Regions from separate parts of the Sus scrofa genome. Here region 2 is linked to region 1. Evidence: chromatin contacts called from public HiChIP or PLAC-seq data. All regions are on one chromosome and are shown on one strand. The core of a region is the stretch at or near the end of the contact, and the rest is flanking DNA. Distances in the headings are between cores, read along the strand shown.

The links. HiChIP or PLAC-seq counts read pairs in DNA pulled down with a chosen protein or histone mark.
Region 2: an H3K27ac HiChIP or PLAC-seq map of skeletal muscle shows a contact between it and region 1, with 5 times the contacts expected there. The contact joins two enhancer-like sites. A contact is called at or near these places in 1 of 47 Hi-C or Micro-C datasets (embryonic fibroblasts) and 1 of 2 datasets of contacts at active chromatin or transcription factors (skeletal muscle).

Annotation. Positions count from the first base shown.
Region 1 is chr10:65,866,115-65,873,400 of Sscrofa11.1, reverse strand. It overlaps the pseudogene LOC110255606. Among named protein-coding and RNA genes, the nearest start is that of AKR1E2, 180 kb to the right of the region's middle. Within about 2 kb of position 4,155, at least 14 of the 83 cell types and tissues checked have an H3K27ac peak or open chromatin away from gene starts, as enhancers often do. A contact at or near this core is called in skeletal muscle, where this site is marked.
Region 2 is chr10:66,400,629-66,407,914 of Sscrofa11.1, reverse strand. No RefSeq gene overlaps it. Among named protein-coding and RNA genes, the nearest start is that of KLF6, 84 kb to the left of the region's middle. Within about 2 kb of position 3,989, at least 19 of the 83 cell types and tissues checked have an H3K27ac peak or open chromatin away from gene starts, as enhancers often do. A contact at or near this core is called in skeletal muscle, where this site is marked.

The DNA.
Region 1 (7,286 bases), core at 2,906-5,405:
TTTTGGCCGGTAAATTGTCATTTCTTTATTATTTACTGTCACCATTTAACATTAACCATCACATTCAAGGTACATGGTTTGGCTTAAGCTTTGCGCTAACGAGACCAGCCTGTCTCACGGCCTGTCCAACATGCACTGTACCTGTGCTCTAACCAGTAAAGAAAAGACTGCATTTTAAAATCAAAATGAAGGCGCTGTGGTTCAGGTACCCAGGATGGAGCTGGGTGGTTCCCGTGGATGTGGTTTCAGACGCGTTCCCGCATCCCTGAGAACTTGGATCTTCTAAACTGTGTGTCAGACGAAGGACACCACCTGCTGTTCTCAAAACAGTATCTGCTCGCAGCTGCCAGCTGCGACCTGCTGGTCTCAAGGTCTCTCCTCGTAACTCTGCAGCTTTCTGGACCCCAACCAATCCTTCCTTAACAAGCACCCTTTCTCCTTGCCAGCTCCAGTTATAATTCCTGACCAACAGCGTGTGTACGTCGGTGGCGTTTGCCTTTATGAGCCTCTCCCATCTTTTGTGCTTCTTGAACTGCGCCAAGTGCATCTCCCAGTTTGGCTCAAATAAAACCCTTTTCTATGCCTGTTAGGGGTTGTTTATTGATTACTTCCATCGACAGGCCTAGAGTTAACATTCCCTTTGAAAGAAATTTTACCCTCTTTTCAAGGCGCTGTGAATGACATTGGCAAAATTGTACAGACTCAGGGAGTTCCCTTCGTGGCTGGATGGTTAATGAACCCAACTAGGATCCATGAGGACGAGGGTTCAAAACCTGGCCTCTCTCAGTGGGTTAAGGATCCAGTGTTGCTGTGAGCTGTGGTGTAGGTCGCAGACACGGCTTGGATCCCGAGTTGCTGTGGCTGTTGTGTAGGCTGGTGGCAACAGCTCCGACTGGACCCCCAGCCTGGGAACCTCCATATGCCTCGGGTGCGGCCCTAAAGAGAAAAGAGAAAAAAAGTAAAGAGTCAAATCATGATTAAGGGGCAAAGGACGCATCTGCAAGCAGCCAGGCTTTGTTGTCCCTCCCACTCTGAGGAAAGCCCTTTGGGGGTCTCTCCACGCATTCTGACCAAGGGCAGTGGGACATGGAGGGAGGCCGTTCTGCTCCCTTGGAAGCAGAGGTTTTTGCCTCCCCAGCATGGATTTCCCCTTGGATCAAAGACCACAGCACAGTCTACACTGTCTCGGCCATGTTCATTTTTTAAACACGGCTTCTGTTACCACCAATCCATCAAACCTGAAAGCACCGGAGTCCCCATTGTGGCTCAGTGGTAAGGAACCCAACTATCCATGAGGACACAGGTTCGATCCCCAGCCTTGCTCAGTGGATTAAGGATCCAGTGTTGCCGTGAGCTGCAGTGTAGGTTGGAGAAGCGGCTCAGATCTAGTGTGGCTGTGGCTGTGGTGCAGGCCAGCAGCTGCAGCTCTGATTCAATCCCTAGCCCTGGGAACTTCCACATGCCACAGCTGTGGCCCTAAAAGGACACACACAAAAAAACAAAAACAAAACAAACTGAAAGCATGCAAGTGTCCCCCTATAGCAGCATGGTCCTAAAACCACGGTGTCTGGGCACCTGCGGTCATTCCTTAATTTGTCTGAAATTCACATTGTGGTCTCGTTCTCATTTTCTTCCTCCACTGGCCTTTGGTTTTCGGGGTTCTTCTGTGGCCTTCTGTTCTGATCCCTCAACTCTGGTGTCCTCTAGTGGCTTCGAGTATGACTTCCAGGCTGGGGTCTCCAATCTGTGCCTCCTGCCAGGTCCTCAGAGGAGCTGTGGTTTTTGATCCCAATGCTGGCTGCCACCTCCACCTTCTTTCCGCCCTGGGCATCTCACATTCATTGCATTCAAAACCAAACTGACTTTTTAAAATTATTTTTTAAAAAATATCTCATTGAAGTAGAGTTGTTTTACAATGCTGCGTTAATTTCTGGTATAGGAGTTCCTGTTGTGGCTCAGCAATTAACGAATCTGACCAGCAATCCCTGGCCTTGCTCAGTGGGTTAAGGATCTAGTGTTGCCATGAGCTGTAGTGTAGGTCGCAGGCACGGCTTGGATCCTGCATTGCTGTGGCTGTGGTGTGGGCCGGCGGCTACAGCTCCAATTGGACCCGTAGCCTGGAACCCTCCATATGCTGCGGGTGTGGCCCTAAAAAGACAAAAATAAAAAAATAAATTAAATTTTAAAAAATTTCTGGTACATAGCAAAGTGATTCGGTTATACACGTATATATGTATATATATTCTTTTTCATGTTCCTCTCCATTATAGTTTATCACAGGCTATTGACTATAGTTCCCTGCGTCTCACAGTAGGACCTTGTATTTATCCATCCTATAGATAATAGTTGGCATCTGCCAGCCCCAAACTCCGAAAATATCCTTCTCCCACCACCCTTCCCCATGGCAACCGCAAGTCTCTTCTCTATGTCTGTGAGTCTGTTTCCAAAACCGTGATTTTAATCTCACCAAACCTGTGTCTCCATTTGGACCTCCCAACCTCACGAAGGAAACCGCAGTCATTAAGGTGCCAGAAACTCTCCCTCCTATTTCCATAGCAACACGATCAACAGCAAGTGCAATGGTACAAACATTCTGGAAACAGTTCGATAGGGTCTTAAAAAAATACGTATGTGCCTACCATGAAAACTTGCTATTGCACCGCTAGACACTGATGGCAGAGAAACGAAAACGTAGGTTCACACAAGAGCATCTGCACAAATATTTACAGACACTTTACTCATAATAGCCAAAAAATGGAAGCAAAGCAGATAGCCTTCGATGCGTGAGGGGTGAAACTATGGCACATGCGTACCATAGAAGACGGTCAATTAAAAAACAGGACTGCTAGGTGTGACACGGTGGACCAATCTTTGTTTAAATTATGCTGAATGAGGAAAAAAGCCACCCCCCAAGTTATATTCTATACGATCCCACTTATACAACACTGTTGAAATGGCAAAAGTATAGAAGTAGAACCCACGGGGGGAGAGGCAGGAAGTGGTGGGGTGGAGACAGCCTGCTGCTCGACCGCATCAGTGGAGACACCCTCACGCTGATATTTTGCTCTAAGTTCACCCTTAGGTTATCACGCTGGGAGGGGAATGGTACACGGAGCCCAGGTTCTCTTTTTATTATGTCTCACGACTGAGTGTGAGGCTGGTCATTTCAAAATGAAAATAATTTTTTTTTTTTTTTTGTCTTTTTGCTATTTCTTTGGGCCACTTCTGCGGCATATGGAGGTTCCCAGGCTGGGGGTCGAATCGGAGCTGTAGCCACCGACCTACGCCAGAGCCACAGCAACGCGGGATCCGAGCCGCGTCTGCAACCTACACCACAGCTCACGGCAACGCCGGATTGTTAACCCACTGAGCAAGGGCAGGGACCGAACCCGCAACCTCATGGTTCCTAGTTGGATTCGTTAACCACTGCGCCATGACGGGAACTCCCGAAAATAATTTTTTTAAATTTAATTCAAAATAAATAAAAATAATAAAGAATAAATAAAATCGATTTTTGTCAAACTACCTTGGAGGAACCATCCGAAAGACAACCAAAATATACAATAAATAAGCTCCAACTCTGTCAGGCGAAGACCAGGGCTTATTTGAAGTCTGTCTTCAGAACCCAAAATGCAAAATTGGCAGCTCTCCTGGTCAGAAGATGAAACTAGTTGTGCCAGAACTGTTAACAATGAAGTTCCCCTCTTCAAAAACAACCCTTTCAATGCTCTTGCAAATAGGTTGAGTTTGCAAACAATTATTTTGTGTTATCACCTAGACCTTAACCACACAGATGGTGCCCCACCTACCAGGGGGTAAGGGCAGAGCTTCATTGTGCAGATTAGCTCAATGCCTCAGCTTGGGTGGGCCTCGTGCAGCTTTCGTCAACACAGTTTCCTCACGGTTGATAAGAAGACAGTGCCAGGGGCTATAAAAGCAGCTGCTGTGTTATAACAGCCCCGAGAGAGATGGACACGGCAAGAGCTTCCTATTGTGGGGAAAGCCCTGGACTGCATTGCTGCAAATGGAGAAAGTGCTGGAGTGCAATTACACATTTGCGATGCAGCTTGGAATTCCAGAGCCACAGAGGGCTGCCCTGTTTACGGTGCCATGCCTGCCAAATGTGACTCTGTGTTTGACCTTGGAACTGGCTGTCCTAACGCAGCCTGTGAGGCCCTCCTGGACACATAATGGTAGTATCTGAACTTGGAAATCTGAGCAGGCCAAGGAATCCTGGGATGCTGCAAACTACAAACTTATTCCTAAACCTGTTGCCTCTGACTCTAAATACTTTCCTTGGTGCCCCAAGGGTGAGAACATTTCAACAGCCACCTGTCCTCTCCAGTTACATTTTAACATTGGATATGAGATTTGGCATTAAGCCGGCTCTATCTTGCACATGTATGATGTACCTTCAAAAGCAGAAGTATGGCAGGTTTCTTGGCAGCTATTTTTGGATGGAATATTTCCAGCAAAGACAATAACTTACTGAGCAGTTGTTCTAAGGATATAAACTTAGAACAGATTACAGATGTCCAGGTTTAAGAAATAAAACAATCATTGATTCCAAACAGCATGAGGAAGAACCACTCAGAGGAAGAAATTTGCACCTGGAAATGAAAAACCACCAGCAAAAAAAAAAAAAAAAAAAAAAAAAAAAAAAAAAAAAAAAAAAAACCTTAAAAATTAAAGGACACATGGACTGACTTCAGAGTAAGAGGTGACAAGAGTGACAGATTTGGCCCCACTCCTGCCCCATGGAGTCACCACCAAAAACTGCCTTGCCTCCCAGTCACCTTCTGGAGACCCCGAGACCCACAAACAGACCCAGAACCTGAAAAAAGAAGCTGTAGGCAATCAAACAGCTGAAAGAACAAACTGCACCTGGAAAACAGCTAGAAAAACATCAATGGGACAAAATGCAGCAAGAAAGAGCCTTTCTCCGGGAGCTGAGAACCTGGAATTGGAAATTAAAAATTCACAGAAAGCAAGTTAGTTACCAGAAATCAGTGCAGCACATCTTCTACTAACCCCCCCACCCCCGGCATCTATGGACCAGCCATCCTTAATGGTCATCTATAACTTTAACAATTTAGTCAAGATTTTTGCAGAAAATAGGGCAAGGAGCCCCAAATACCTGAGAATAAATCTACCAAGTAATGTGCAAGAACTGTACCCTGAAAGGTATAAAATAAATCGCCGAGGGAAATTAAAGAAAGCCGAACGTATATCCAGTTCCTGGATGTGAAGCCTCAATATTCCAGAGGTTGATTCCCCCAAAACATGATACTTGACAGGGTGTATCGGAAATTTATACTGAAATACAACGCTCGACCAGCCAAAGTGATGTTTTAGAAACAGAACAAAGGCAGGGGATTCACCCCACACGATTTTAGGAGTTATTCCAAACCCAAAGTAAACAAGACTATATGGCCATTTTGGTGAAAGAATAGATCCATGGAACTTAAGATCTTCTTCTTTTGTGAGCCTGGAAAATCGTTTTCCGACTTTGGCTGCATTGCTCCTTGGGGACAGATAACACTCTGTCACGGGGACTGTCACAAAGTGCAAAGTGGTCTGTGACACCCCTGCCTCCAGCCTCTAGATGCCTCCAGCCTCTAGATGCCAGTAGCATCCTTGAGCTGTGGCAACCAAAAATGTCCAGACAGTCTCAAGCATTCCCTGAGAGGCAAGAGCGTGCCTTTAGTTCAGAGCTTGAGGTTTAGAAATTGACCTTCACATGTACAGCAAATGACAGAGACCAGACAATTCAATGAGAAGTGGAAAGTCATTTCAACAAATGGTATCATCTCATTAGACCCATATCCTTTCCTCGTACCATGTGCTAACACACTTAAAATGGATCCTAGGCAACAATATAAAACCTAAAACTAAAATACCTAGTACAAAATGTTAAAAAATATTTATATAAATTCTTTATGATCTTGGGCAGGTGTACACACACACACACACACACCCCATGAATCTTAAAAGAAAAAAAAAACAGTTGATAGGTTGGACTCATTAAAATTAAAACCATTTTTCTTCCAAAGAATTAAGAAAATCACACACAAGAAAATCAAAGGGCAGTGCACACCATGAGAAAAAAAATATTTGCGATACATATGCCAGACACAGAGTGCGTTAAAAAAATTCTTACAGCTCAATAATAGGGAAAAGATGATCCAAATGAAATAGGCAAAAGATTGAACAGAGCCTTCACGAAATAAGACACGTAAATTCCACCTCCTTCTAAAAAAGAAAAAAAAAAAAGATACACAAAAGATGCTCACTATCCTTAGCCAGCAGGAAATGCACATTCAAACCAAATCAGATACGACTGCACACCTTCTGGGGCGCCTGGAAAGACTCGCCTGAGGATACGGAATCCCTGACATCACACACACAGGGCTGAGAGCCTGACAACTGCTTTGGAAACAGGTGGACATGTTTTCAACATGTTTAAAGAACATGTTTCAGCTAAGAAGCACCCCTCTCCTCCTAAGTATTTACCCAAGAGAGAATGACGTGTGTGTTCATGCAACACTTCCCATGCATGTTCCTAGCAGCTTTATTTGAAATAGCCGAACACTGGAGATAGCACAGGCAAACAGCGTACTTTTCCAATTGAAAGCTACTCAGCAATAAAAAGCAACGACCTCCTAATACACGCAACAACGTGGACGGATCTAGAATAACCATTCTGAGTGGAGGGAGACAGACAAAATCTCAGGGCTGCTCTAGGATTCCTTTTGTACGAGGGTCCAGGAAATGCAGCCTAATCTGTCTTGACGGAGAACGGGTCATTGGCTGCTGATACAGGGTTGAGGGGATGGAAGGGTGGCCCAGGGGCATAAAAAAATCTTGAGATGAGAATGTTTGGTATCTTGATTAGGATGATGGTTTGAATGCATACATCAAAATTCTTTAAATTGTACAATGTAAGTAAGTGTAGTTTATGGCAAATGAGTTCTATCTCAATATAGTAGAAAAATAAAAGTTAAATGGACACATAATTTAACTCATGGATGCAAATTATGCCTTGAGTCTGCAGCTTTTCAATTTGTAAACAAAACTAAGATCATGAAATTAGCTCAAGAATAAGATTATTCTGGGAGTTCCCTGGTGGCTCAGCAGGTTAAGGATCTGGCATTGTCACTGCTGTGGCACAGGTTTAATCCCTGGCTCCAGAATTTCTCTATGCCACAGGCACAGGGAAAAAAAAAAAAAAAAAAAAAAGATGAGATTATTCCTGAGGGTCCTGAATTTCTGGTGTTACCTTTGGA
Region 2 (7,286 bases), core at 2,740-5,239, 530 kb before region 1:
GCACGATGTTGAGAGTTTCGCGTGGAGGACCAAAAAGCCTTAAAGAGAAGGACTTCGGACCGTCTGGCTCAACGACAAGTGAACACGGTCGGATTTACCAGGTTATCTTGAGTAAAGGCTCTTTGCAGTCGAGTTACCTGAATTAGACAAGTCTTTTCGCTTTTTAAGCTTTAGTAAACACTTCCTCCCACACAGACTCAGAGCCACACTGGCCTCTGATTCTCTGAAAGGGAAACGCCCTGCTCTGAGGTTGGGTCCTGCTGCCCTGATCAGCTTTACGTCTCACTTGCTGGAAGGTCTCTGCGTGGGGCCAGCCGGGCCGATGATGGGGAGTCGGGATAACTCGCCCCCACAGGGGTGGAACGCAGCTCAGAGTCCATCCTTACTCCCGGACTCTTGCCATCTTCACCTCCTGCGTCCACCCTGTACCCACACGGCTGGAAAACAAGGTCTACACGGCTTGTCACTTGCTTTCTGCCCCTTCCCTAGAGCCCACCTGCCCACCCTGCCTGTGTCAGGGCAAGCACCCGCTAGCGTCACGTGTCCCCACAGGACAAATCCTTCTGGGTGCCCCGTTTGGGCCGGTCACCCTCCTCAGCAAGAGCAGAGACTGACATTAGGCTTCCTTTCTGGCATTAAGTTTTCTTTGTAAGCTGGAAGTGCGAGCACTGCTTTACTGGTGCCCAGAGAGAAGGGCGAGTCGGAGAACCTGGTGCTTCTGGGTTTACCTGGGAGCCCACCCCCGCCCAGGGAGTCCATCCTAGAGGTGGAGGCTCCACTGTTTTCAGTCTTTTAAACATCAACTCTTTTTTTTTTTTTTTTTTTTTAAATTGTCTTGGTGTGTACTTAACCACTTAACCTATAGAGGGGTGTTAGTTTCAGGTGTGCAGCGAAGTACATCAGGTTTCCATATACAAATATTCACCCTTTTCAGATTCTTTTCCCGTTGGGTTATCGCACGGCTCTGAGGAGGCTGCTCTACAGCCCGTCCCTGTCACTCATCTATTTACACACAGTAACGTGTGTCTGTCGTCCCAACCTCCTAACGGATCCCTCGCTGACACTTCCCCTTCGGGAACCTTAAGTTTGTTTTTGAAATCTTTGAGTCTCAAATATCAAGTCTCAGGAAATGTCTTCTGAGGCTTTTTTTTTTTTTTCCTGAAATGCTTGCTGATTTTTCTCTCTTTCATATCTCCCCATAACTCAGTACTGGTATTTTTCGAAATTGATAGTTTCTCTCCCTTTGAAGAAATTTCAATGAGCTGAGATTCCTTTTTCTTATTGATCAGGAAGATGCTGCCTCAAGCTGCTTTCCTCTGGAGACGGAGGGGTCACTTTTGTGACGGTTTTGAAAGCAGGAAAATTCCGGAGACCTGGCAAAAAGATCCGACCTCAAGGTCTGCCCGCTTAGAGGGCGTTCTTTAGCGATGAGGTAATGTTTGGTGAGCTTCTAGGTGGGACTGAACTTGGTGACCCGACCTCGCTTGCTGGGGGGTGTTTCACCAGAGTCCACGTCAGCCACGAGGACCCCTGACGACAAGGACGGAGATACTGGTCTGACCTGAAAGGAGGCGTTTTCTAACTGTCCCCAGGCCTTCTCTCCACACTCAAGCTGCAGAGGCTTTTCCCTCGCCCTCCCTCTGGCTTTTCCTATTACGAATCGAAGGCAGGAAGGGAAAGATGGCTCAGGTCCTTTCTTTCAAACCCCTACTTTCAGATTGGCAGCCAGCAGCAGAGATAAATGAGTCACTTATTACCGACGTCACAGGGAACTCCAGGCCACAGATACTGTGCAGGGTTTGAAACAGGAGACAGAGAGCATGTGATTAAAGCTGCTCGCTCCATTTAATGACAAGACCCACAACAGACAAGGAATCAGGAGGCACGACAGACGCTCCTCCTTGAGCCACAGAACGAGGGGATAAGGGGACTGGGCTTCAGGAGTTAATGGGCAATGATCCACGGGGTGGGGCGGGGGGGGGTCTCCCTCTGCTTGTCAGTACATTCCATGAAGCCTTACTGCACCCTGGGGGCAGAGCCACCCAGACCGTGAAACACCTTCTGTTGCAGGCTGAGTGGCCTCATTTCCAGACCCTTACCACACATGCTCAAAGCGGTTTGCTGGGTTGCCCACTTTATTTAAGCCATCATCTCACATTTCTAGACATTCCCGGAGACGCCTGTGAATTCAAGGTAGGCGAGGAACGTGGTAAATTAGAACAAGTCCACCTTTCCCTCGAAGGAGAATTTCCTGGCAAAATTGAGCCTTGGGGTCAGTTATAGTCAGGGCATTCCCAAGGCTGGATGACCTCCCAGCCTAAGTCTGCCCCCGGACACAAACCGGTCTCCCCAGACTCCCCTGCCCTGCTCCTTTTTGCTCCTGAGGCTGCTAATCATTTATTAGTCAAATATGCTTGGTAAGGAGTTCCTGCTGTGGCGCAGCAGATGAAGAATCTGACTGCAGCAGTGCAGGTCACTGCTGAGGTATGGGTTTGATCCTTGGCCCTGTGCAGTGAGTTTAAGGATCCAGCGTTTCTGCAGCTTTGGCTTAGGTTGTGGCTGTGGCTCAGATTCAATCCCTGGCCTTCCCTATGCTGTGGGCGTGGCTGAGAAAAAAATGCGTGAAGAATAACCATTGGCTATAGTCACCAAGGAGGTCAAATCACCATCCTTGACCTCAGGACCAGTCGTCGAGGACCTGATAAAGTTATCGGCTACTTCTACCCAGTCAGAGGGCTTGAGGGTGGGTGCCAGGGGGCTCCCTGCGGGCAAGGTCACAACCCACCAGCTTTGCAGCCTCTGTGCTTAGTCTCGCACCTGGCACATTGACCTCTGTGGATACACGTGACTTCAGTAAGGAGCGAATTGGAGCAACACGATAGGGAGCTATTTTCTGGGGCGCTTATCTCCGGGCATGGTGACCCTGACAGGCGACCAAAGGTACGGAGATCTGCTTAATGCACACTCTGACGGTGACAGCCGAACGGCATGGCAGGCAGCAATTTTTTACCAAGGGACAAGGGGGTGGGGTCTAGGAAAAGGGGGGTGGAAAAAAAAATTATAGAGATGGAATTGTTCCTTAAAATTATATCTTCACGTTTATTTTTGCAGGTGTCATTGTACATGTGGAACCTGAAATACTGAGTTTCTTTGTACATCAGAACTAAATATCCCGTTTTACTGCTGCATCCACTGCTGATGTCTTTGAAGCCTTGCAAGAAGAAAATCACTACCTTACGAGCAGTCTTAACTGAATCAGCTATTTTGCACCAATCAAAAATGTATCTATTTTTATCAGGATACAAAAAAAAAAAAAACCCAATACGTCTATAAGTAATACAAAGTTGAGGATACAGGTGCTAATTGATTGACATCCCCTAAGAGCACCGCCTCCCACCTCCGCACACCCTGGTCTGACGTCCAATTTTAAATTAAGACTGGTAGATAAATTCTATTTTCTGTAATTTCATTCAGCTCTAGGCCCGAGTTGTTTGGGAGCTACTGGCCTGAGGCACTAAGATTCTCATCAAAGGGACAGACTAACGAGGGTTTCTTTCCAAGATCAAAGCATGTCTTTGTTTCTGGGTGATTACTTTTCTTTTAACGGCGGTGTTTATTTTTGTACACATGGTCCTTTTTGTTTGTTATCTAAGATGTTGTGAAAATATTGCTGCCAGGACTTCAGCGCCGAGTGGGACCCTCTCGGCCTCAGTTTCTCTGGGCGTCTGTTCTGGGCTCAACTGACCTGTGGGGACGGGACTCCCCGCCCTCCCGCCTGGCCCCTGGGCCGCCTGCCACCCACCTCTTCAGCTATCAAAGGCTCTTTGGCCAGAGCGGTATGTTTTGGTTTCATCTCCAGGTACTTTGGACTCGGGAATGTTTGGCAGGAGAGAGAAAAACAGAAAAGGTCAGTTTCACTTGAGGCCCCATGATGCCAGCGGTCGTTTCCCACAAGTGACCCGGCTCTGACTCAGCTTTCACTTTTCTTGTGACGGCGTCTCTGATGGCATCCACATTCCAGATCAGCCGGCGAGGGAGCAGCGCGAATCTTGGCATCCACACGGCGGATGCTCAGCCTCCAGCCGGGCCATCTCCTGCCGCCTGTCTTTTCCCCGCAGGGGTGCAAGCTGGCAGGTAGACCCGGGGGCCCCCAGTTTTGATCTGCGTGGTATTTTTAGGGGAGAGACTGTGAGCCAACATGAAGAAAGGGGAAGAGTTGATGTACGCATCTAGTGGCTGTCTGCTGAAAGTGGTGGCCATCTAGCAAGACGAGAGCCGCATCTCCCCGAGGCTGCAGCGGGCCAGAGATGAGGGGGTAGCCCCTGCCTTTTGCAGGGGAACTGCCTTCTTCCCTTTTCCGCAGTCTCCAGCACGCCTCACAGTGGCCCCTGCTGAGGTCAGGTGATCCTTGCCAGTCACGATGGTGCTTATACGCCAGTTTTTCTTACTTCCAGCCTGCATTTCTCTCTCTATGCCTTTCTTGGCCCACGCAGGTATTTGGATTTGCAGCCTCTCCTCCACGGAGTATTTTATTCATAAAATCCCAGCTTTGGGTGCTTTGGGAGGCCATCCAGTTAAATGGCTAAGCGTATTTTATTAACCGCATTGACTTCCTTTAGGCCCTGTCACTATCACTTGGGGTTCCTCCCCTTGTCTTCTCCTGAGAATAGGCTGGTATTGTTTCCCACCGGACACAGAAGTCAGCCTGTCAAAGTCAGGCAGGGGACAGGCACAGGGGACGTCCCATTTTACGATGGACCTTTTACCTGGATGGTCTCAGGTAGCTCTCAGGACAACTCGGAAAGGACTTTTTATCACCTCTGCTTTATAGACGGAAAGGTCACGGGGGGTGAGGAGCTGGCCCAGGACAACACAGTGGGTGGGGGTGGGGTGGAGCCCAAACAGAGTCCCTCCCATCTTGCTCCCTCACAGAAGATGGTACTGCCTTGTCGAGTCCTGGGCTTGACAGTTGGAAATCTTTAATTATTGTCAGAGGAGCGCTAGAATTCCCCAGCTGGATGTCTTTAAAGACAAAGACTGTATTTTACTGTTATTATCATTACTAGGGATGTGCCCCCAGCATGTGGAAGTTTCTGGGCCAGGGATGGAACCCACACCATGGCAGTGGCAACGCCAGGTCCTTAATCTATTGTACCACCAGGAAACTCCCAAAGGTTGTATTTTAAAACAAGGCAAAGAGAAAGAGAGCTATCATGAGTGGTTTCTGGGTTTGAAAACTATTTCAATTTTCTAAGGACTGACAGTTCATATAACCTGCATGGCTGTCATTCTGCATCTCTCACATGCGATCCCGTGTATTCTGACTGCAAGTCATTATTCGATGGTGTGGGAGGAAGACGACTCTCCAGCGTTCAGGCTTGGAATGAGCAGCTTCCTCCTGCTCCCTTTCCGACCAAGCCCTCTGCTCTGGGCGTTACTTCTCAGCTGCTGGAGGAGAAGGTATTTCCCTTTCCTTCTGACATTTCAGAGATGCCATTTGATATGTCAGCTGATGTGGTCATTTTTGCTACAGCAACTTACAAAGGCTGCGCTTCTTCCCAACTGCTGCTCTCCCAGGGATCATCCCTTACCCATGGAGACGGCCGTAAAGAGGGGCCGTCCTCTCAAGGCTTTTAAAAGGATTTCTCTAGAATCATATATGCATGTGTGTGTATGTATGCATATATGTGTGTATATGAGTTTCAAACACTAAAAAATTTATTTTGCAAAATTCACTTCCAGTGAAGGGAGGAAAGGTGATTTGTGTGATTCCCCCTCCCACCTGGTGACTCAGTTCATTTCAGGACGATGGTTTTAAACAGAATCATAGCAACGGGGGAGCTTGATCAACGCTTGCATCTATCGTCCTGAAAACTGAATTCATACCAACCCGCTATCCTACAAGAGAGACTAGGTCACCCACCTGAACTTCCTTTTGGATTTCCATCTCGATGTTCCAAGAGAAATAACGATTTTGCGGGGTCCTTTCTTGCCTTGAAAATGCTGGGATTCACTCCATCTCGTCCTCTACCCACGCCCTCAGCAACGGACAGTGCTTCCTCTCCAGGGACGAGTCCCTTATGCTGCTTCACCCTCCTCTTTAAAGGGGCCGAGTACCCAGCCTCCAGCCTCCACCCGCGGCCTCTCCAGGGGACAACACTGTCCCTAAAAATTCAAATCGCGTAAGGGACTATCACGAAACGGTGGGGAAATGAAGGGAGGAGTGAGCCGCGAGTCCTTTGCGCCGGCACTCAGATCCGAATGGGAAGGGGCTCCCTGGCGGGGACCTTTTACGAAGGCAGCGAATTAGACAGGGATCACATTTTCGTTGAAAGGGAGCAATGGTCTGTTGACTCCTGCTCACTGCTGAGGCCGCATTCCCAAGCATCGGCTGGGACAGGCTTTCCCAAAGGGACATGTAAGTTATGTGATTTGCTGGGGCCAGCTGACCCTCCAGGACAAGGGGACATGAATGTCAGTGGCCCAGGGTGCTGTCCAGTGGGGGCTGTGGTCAGCTCTTCTCCAGGCTTCTCAATGCAAGTGGCTCTGTTTGGATGTAGATCCCTTTCTGCATCGTTTGTTTGGTCTCATTTCTTACCTTCCCGTTATTCTCCCCCCCCCCGCCCCCCGCTTTTCCTCCTTTGTGGTAATTGAGGTAAAGGACTGTGCATGGCTTTGCTTTCCACCCCCCACTAGAAAAGGTAACTGGGATTTCAACCAGACAAAAGTAGCTAGTTTTGCAATGACTTGCCATCAACCTCACAGATAAAGGGTATAATACACCAGAGCAAGCTCGAGTTGAAAAAGAATGTCAAGTATCAAATAATATTTCAAAACACTAATTAATATCTTCTTGAGATGCACCTTCTGGGGCGTGAGCATGCCTCCGGCTTGTATCTGTACCATCGGAATGAGCAGTCCCACCAAATGCATGGTTCTGCCATAACACACATCCATTTCCCACCTGCTCTTGAGGTGACGTGGCTGCGCCCGGATCCCTGTTCCCCTGGGGTCTTGGAAACGTGCTGGTGTAAAAACGTGTCCTGGTCACGAGTGACAGACTGTGATTTGTAGTCATCCAAACGCAGAGGGAAGAAGACATCAGATATGTCCAGGTCTGCGTCACCTGCTAAGCTCTGCATCTTAAGAACTGTCTTTCCTTCATGATTTAACCTATTAATTACATAGGAGCTGTAATTCCCAGCTCCTGTGTGACCTTAAACAATTTGCAGAAAGAGCCAGTCTTCTGGAACTTCTGCCTCTTCAGAGAATCCCCTGAAGAGGCA